Regions from separate parts of the Mus musculus genome. Here region 2 is linked to region 1. A link is a contact called in public promoter capture Hi-C data. All regions are on one chromosome and are shown on one strand. Each heading gives the region's core, a stretch centred on a gene start, on an enhancer-like site or on the middle of the called end of the contact. The rest is flanking DNA. Distances are from core to core; before and after follow the strand shown.

Region 1 (3,148 bases), core at 631-3,130:
CTAGGCTTACTACAGGTGTGAGCCATATACCCCCACCCCCACCCCCAAGTATTGAAATGTACTTCTCAAGATATTTTTTTTTTTTTGGATGGGAAATGTATCTGCTCCATTTTCGTATCTGTGGTACCTAATACTGTCTCACAGTTGTAGACTTCAACAAATATATTACCCATGAGGTATCATCTAACAGACAGAAATGCCCTCTCTGACCATAAAGAAAGGTGGAGGATAGAAAAATAGACATGAATCCCAAACCATAGACATTTGAAATTAGTGAGAGGCAAGATGGCCAAGATTAGAGCACGGAAAGAAAATAGATGAACACTGGGGAAAGATGTCTAGCAGGAGATGAAAGGAAGAAGAAGAAGAAGAAGAAGAAGAAGAAGAAGAAGAAGAAGAAGAAGAAGAAGAAGAAGAAGAAGAAGAAAGTCTTAGCTTAACAGGTTAAAGTATTTCAGACAAGCCTGATGCCCAAGTTCAATTCCTGGGTAACTCGGGGTTAAAGAGAACCAACTCCCACTAAGTTGTTCTCTGACCTCCATAATAACTATTATTATTATTATTATTATTATTATTATTGGACCTCTAAGAGGATGTACTTTCAGGGAAACCACGGCGTGGGGTGTAGAAACAACTCAAGTGAACTATAGTCCGGGATAGGCTTTCTTACAGGTAGTGTATGAAACACTTGTTTGCGGTTAGGAAGCAGCTGACTCTGAGGTTAGCTTTTTTTTTCTAAGTCTACGAGGAAGGAAGTGACAGTCATTGTGAAATACTTGGCAGGATTTCAATTGTGGGTCCCTGCCTGTAGAAGGAGCTTCAGAATGTGAAAACCGTAAAGCCTAGGTCTCAGAAATGCTGCTTCTCGAGAGAATTGTAATGAAGCAATACCTTCAATTACCATGTGCAGTAGAAAAATTCAAATAAAATGTTCACTGTGTCCATCATTTTGTTCGGGCTCACAAAACACGTTTTGTAATACTTCTGCCAAGCAGATAAAAATTATCAGTACAAGTTGCTTTTTTTTTTTTTTTTAAATCCGAAATACCTCCTTCACTACACTTGAATCTCAATGAGTTCCGCCACCCACAGAGACTGACTGACCAGTTCTCCAAGTTCCTCCTGATGTTTCTGCTGACTCCCTACTCTTCTTTAATTGGGGGGAAAGGACTCTATCAATATTTAGAAAAGGAGCTTTAAAAAAAAAAGGTAGGTATTATTTTGCATTCAAAAGATATATGAGGAACTGAAAACTCCTACGTGGTCAGATGGGTTCACAGAAACCTAGTAAGCAAGATAAAAATAATTACTTTGTCAACATGTGGTCTTCCGGGGATTTTTTTTTTTTTTCCAATTTGGATAAGTGTAAATCCTAGGTAGCTGCTGGAAGAATGAATCCGATACTTTGTAAGTGGACGAGATCCTATGTCTCTAATATAGGACTTATCTTAAGTCGCTCTCCAGTCTGGGGCTCAAATATTTTCAGAGGTCTAAGAACGACATAGGATGCGTATACGTAAAGAAGACTAGCTTTGAGGCTCCCTTCAAGCTCTCAGATCATTCTATAATGTGCCCATTTCTTTCATGCTGCTTTCTCCAAGAAAAAGTTGTGAATTGGTTCTCTGGAAAGTAGAGATGGCAGGTAACCTTGCTCCGAGGATAATAGAGAGAAAGGATTCTGATGGGCTCAAAAGGCAAACACTTCAAAAGTCACACGCCCAGCCCAGATGACTTCCAAACTGGGATAGAAATCACAACGCCGGAACAAAGATGGCGACTGCACACCAGGACTCGCCCGAGCCCCATAGACTCTGCACTGCGGCAGCAGGGGAGAGGCAGCATCCTATTGGTCAACTGAGATGAAATCATCTCGGGGGCGGGACTCGACGGTGGCGTGGGGGCGGAGCCTTGCTTGCGTACGCTGGTCGGCGACTCTGCTCAGCCTGAGCCGGGGTCGCTTTGCTGCGGCGGCTGCGGTCGCGGCGGCGGCGGAGCCGGCGAGAGGTGAGCTGGGGTTGTAGAAAGAGCGCTTCCCCGAGTGGCTTTCGAGGGGACGTGGAGCGCACTCGGATACCTCGGATGCTTGTCAGAAGAATTAGCCAGGATCTTAGGTCTCTGAGAAAAATATGGGGGGCTCATCTCCCTCTTCGGACACCCTTCCTGTGGGCAGAGGAACTGGAGGGCCACTGCTCAGGAATGACCCGGGAGAGGAGGAGGCGAAAGGACAGAAGAGATCGGATAGGCAGAGTGATCTGGGGGGATTTCTTAAAGGGTCTTACAATTTGGGGATTTCTTCCCTAACCAGGAGACAGGTTATGCCTGGTCCAGAAAATTTCTGCGCTCTCACTGTGCAGCTTAGAAACGAAGAGGTGAACGACAAATGCTCCCTGCTAGAAAGGGAGGATTGGAGAATCCGAGCGAGAGTCCTCCTGGGAGGACCTTGGGTTTGGATCACCCTTTTGCAGAATTACTTTCTTCGTACTTCATTTCGCGACCCCTGGAAACCGCTTTTCCAAATTCGTATTGTGTTTGGTTTCAGTGGGGGTAGAGATAGTCTTGGAGAGGCCTGTAATCATGAAGGAACAGGAGGAGGGCGGTAACTCACTGGAGGCTGTCAGCCCTGTCAGCCCTGTCAGCTATGCCTGTCAGACATGATTTCATTTATTTTGAGGTTGTGGCATCTATCCTCGTTCAAGGTGGAAAGGACTGGTTATAGCTTATGTGGGTGATTCATATTCTTAAGTCAACCCACATAATCTCTTGAGAAATGCTTGCTTTTAGTCGAGTGTGTTATTTTGCTCTCCTTGAACACCTAATGCCGAAAGGATTTGTTTTTCGGGTTCCTCAAAATGTCTTCCTGCCTTCCCGAAGGGCAAATCTTCTCGGAAACATCAGTCTTATCTATCGATTAACATGGAATTTGCATGACGTTACGACATTAAAAGTGATGCAGTGCATGATGATCTGTTGAGGATAGATACTGCAGATGCTGCTGTACCGAAGCTGAGCGGGGAGCTTATCGCGAATAAATAATTGCATTTTCAGTACCACTGATAGCGCCAGCTGCTGACCTGAACGGAAGCCTTCAGGCTCCTAGGAGAGACTTGACAGATAGAAGAAGGCAGTTGTCTTTGAGGATGGGGATGAG
Region 2 (3,457 bases), core at 911-3,410, 240 kb after region 1:
GCTATCCCATTTAAAACCACATTTACTTTTGTCACCTTTAACCTTGACCCTGATGGCACCCAACACACACCAGGCTCTGGAACTTCTGGTCTCATGCATTGGAAATGTCTTCTATTTGCTTTCTGCTTCTCCTTTCTCACCTCTCAACCTTTCTTTCTTTCCTCCTGTCTCCCCCTCAATCTCATGGCCCAGACACTTCCTCCTTGGCCAAGTTTCCTTCTTGAAAAGGGCAGGCCCCGGGCTGGGAAGGAACTCAGTGGATGGAGAGCTTGCCTAGCATGCTTGGGGCCCTGGATTTTATTCTGCACAGCATCAACTGGGCGTGTCTGTGAACTCTTGTCATCCCAACACTCAGAAAATGGATCAGGTAGATAGGAATTCAAGGTCTTCCTTGGCTCTGTTGAGGCAAGTTGGAGCTTTAGGAGATATTGATGCGGAAGGAAGGAAGGAAGGAAGGAAGGAAGGAAGGAAGGAAGGAAGGAAGGAAGGCAAGCAAGCCCAGGGAGTTAGTGGTTAAGAGCATTTTCTGCTCTTGTACAGGAGGAAGTTCAGTTCCCAGCATTCATATCAGGTGGCTCACACTCCCCTGCAACTTCAGCTCCAAAGGACCCCCGTACTCTACTCTGGCTTCTTCAGGCACCTGCACACACACATACATATATGTGCACCCACACAAGGTGACATACATTAAAAAGTATTTAAAATGTAAAGAGTAAAAGGGCAATTCTCTGAAGAATTCTTCCATTCTTGGTCCCCAGTTTGAAGTGGCTCTGAGGCTACCTGGTTCTCTGCACCTCTGATCCTTACCAACAGAACTTTGAGGTGTTCAAAGGGCTACCCCTACCCCTTATAGCTGCCTATAATTAATTCCAGCTGCCTGTGGCCAGCTGGAAGTCTTGCAATGCTTTTTTTTTTTTTTTTTTTTTTTTTAAGGGAGGACCATAAAAGATAACTTTGGTGGACAGGAATCAGTAAACTGGGACAACAGCAACAGCTGAGTTCAAGGGTCAATGTCTGGGAGTAATTGGGAAAGTTTTGCGCTGACAGCTGTGTGCCTGGAGTTGAAAAGTGCGGCCAAACAAGCCCCTGGGCTAATTCAGGCTAATGGCTGGCTGGCCCAATATACAGCAACAGCTGAGTTGTGATAGCTGGCAGGGTCCCTGGGGGCCCAGACTGAGCCTTTGGGGCTTCCCAGTAAAACGTGACCTTAGCCAAGTCACTCAGGAAAGGAAAAAAAGAAAACCGGCTTCTCTTTCCACAAAGGAGATTCCTCCAGAGCAGGAGGAGAGCAAGGTCCTAATAGTGCATGAGAAAACAACGGACAACCGTATAAGACTCCAAGGCTGTAGAGCTGGGGAAGGTAGATTTGGGAACAGAACTTTTCAGTTCAAGTCCTGGGGTCTCTCCTTGAGCTTTAGCTGCCTCCTCCTCTATAAAATAGGTGATGGTGATAATATGCTTGCTTGCCTTGGGGCTGAGGTTCCAGGAGCAGCAGCAGCAGCAACAGCAACCACCACAGCAACAACTCACCTCAAACACTAAGAAGCACATTGGAAGTTCTAGTATCTCCCTTCGCTCTAGCAACCTGGGTAGCCATTTTCCTGGAAATGTAGTCAACTTACTTTTTGCACTCCAATATCAGGTTTGTGGGTAAAGGTCTCAGAATTTACATTGAAGGGGGTTTATTTAGACTTTAACTCCTCCCTACCCTGCTTCTCAGACCTTCTTCCTTTCTCAGTAGAGCCAGGCCCCTCTCCTCTCCGGATTTTGGCAGACATCAGTGGGTGTTCCCTGGGAAAAGAAAGTGGGGCGGGCGCAGCTCTTGACGCCGCTTCCCCCAAACTCCCCTGCCTCAGATACCCAGGCATCGGAGGCCTTTGGAGCTCCCAACTGCCTCCTTCTTCCCCAGGTCTGGGACGGCAGCTGGTCCCCACCCCTCCGGTGCGAGAAGGAGTGAACGACTGGAATCCTTCGGCTGATGCTGGGAGACTTGAGCTAGTCCAGGGAGGGAAGTGGATCGCAGTTCACGGGGTACAGGGGGAGCTGTCCAGCCCCGCAGCCCGAGCTGGAAGCGAGAGTGGGCCAGGGCGCTCCGGGCCGAGCGAGGCGCGGGTGCGGCAGTGACTCCCCCTGCAGCCCGCCCCCCACGTGGCCGCCGCCGTGCCAGCCCCTCCGAGGAAGCGGCGCAGCTTCCTGCGGCTCGGGCCGGGGATATAGGCGCCCCCGCCCGGGCCAGCTCAGCTCCGCTGCCCCTCCTCGCCATCTCACCCAAGGCGTGATGGCCCCGCTCCGGGTAGAGCGCGCCCCGGGTGGATCTCGGCTTGGTGTGACCCGCGCCCAGCGGCCGACAGCGTTGTGCCTCCCTCCGCTGTTGCTGCTGCTGCTGCTGCTGCTGGGCGGTGAGCACCGTGTCGGGCCCGGGTGGGAGATGTGGGAGGTCCGGGAGGGGAAGGGGCCTGGGACATCGAGGCCAGCACGGGACCACCCTGCGAGTACCAATCGACGTGCGGAGCACCTCTGAACTGCAGATGGGTCCTGAATACATCTCTGGGTTGGCGCAGGCCGGCTACTTCCCACTTAATGCTGCTTCCTACTTAAAAGCTGGGGTGCCTGCCCAGACCGGACGGAGAGGTCTTAGGAGGTTCAGGACTGATAAAGAGGGAGGGGGCTTTGGACCAGGATGTGATTGGGACGCAGCTGGTACCAGCCGCTCCCTTCCCTCAATAGGATAATCCCATGGGGGAGGTGGGGAGATTATTCCTCTTTATGTTCCAAAGCAGTGCTGACTTCCCAGGGCCTTGGTCACTACCCGTAAACAGGCACCACTATTCAGACCTCTCCCCACCACTATTCAGGCCTTTCCTTTCATTTCTTTATACAGCTGTCTCAGCCTCTCCGGAGTCCCTGAACCAATCTCTTCCGGAGTCCCAGAATCAATCTCATCCCACTGAGGACAGCCTTGTGTCAAAAGGTGAGTGCCTAAGTCTGTGGGAGAGTGACCTAGAGGGAAGGATAAACCCAACACGGGAGGAATCCTTTCACAAGACAACCTGAGGACCAACTGATGCCCTCTAACCTCTCTGGTGTCTCTTGGGGTTCCTATGGTCTTTCTCCCTACCACACAGGCCAGTGTCTTGCCCCAGTTGGGTAAGAAGGGCAAGACTGGGTGTGTGTGGATATGCTTTCAGGGCTAGGAAAGGAAATTCTATGCACATGATTGCCATTACAGGATCCCTGAGGCACTGAGTCCTGAGAGAGAATGCTCCTCTTAGTCACGAGTGTCCTGCTAGGGAACTTTTCAAAGGGGATTCCCTTCTCTGAAGGCAGAGGACTGTACTTTGGAAATACCTGGATCGGAAGGCTTGGAGGGAAGGTCAGGGGTGTGGTCTTTGTGAAGCCTATGTCCCCACAGGGAAGATGGAAGACTACGAAACACATGTCCTACCTTGCTGGTATG

The links. Capture Hi-C pulls out chosen DNA fragments and counts their contacts.
Region 2: a contact with region 1 is called in a promoter capture Hi-C map of liver. The contact joins the promoter of Ramp2 here to the promoter of Atp6v0a1 in region 1. A contact is called at or near these places in 4 of 39 promoter capture datasets (3T3-L1-derived adipocytes, cranial neural crest and liver), 3 of 115 datasets of contacts at active chromatin or transcription factors (extraembryonic endoderm stem cells, memory CD8 T cells and pancreatic cancer cells) and 3 of 9 other capture datasets (adipose tissue, liver and pancreatic islet).

What each region holds. Positions count from the first base shown.
Region 1 is chr11:101,007,561-101,010,708 of GRCm38.p6, forward strand. Atp6v0a1 (ATPase, H+ transporting, lysosomal V0 subunit A1) reads left to right here and starts at 1,881. Exons shown (of 22, transcript NM_016920.4): 1 at 1,881-2,004.
Region 2 is chr11:101,244,174-101,247,630 of GRCm38.p6, forward strand. Ramp2 (receptor (calcitonin) activity modifying protein 2) reads left to right here and starts at 2,161. Exons shown (of 4, transcript NM_019444.2): 1 at 2,161-2,399; 2 at 2,882-2,971; 3 at 3,413-3,457. The coding sequence starts at 2,279.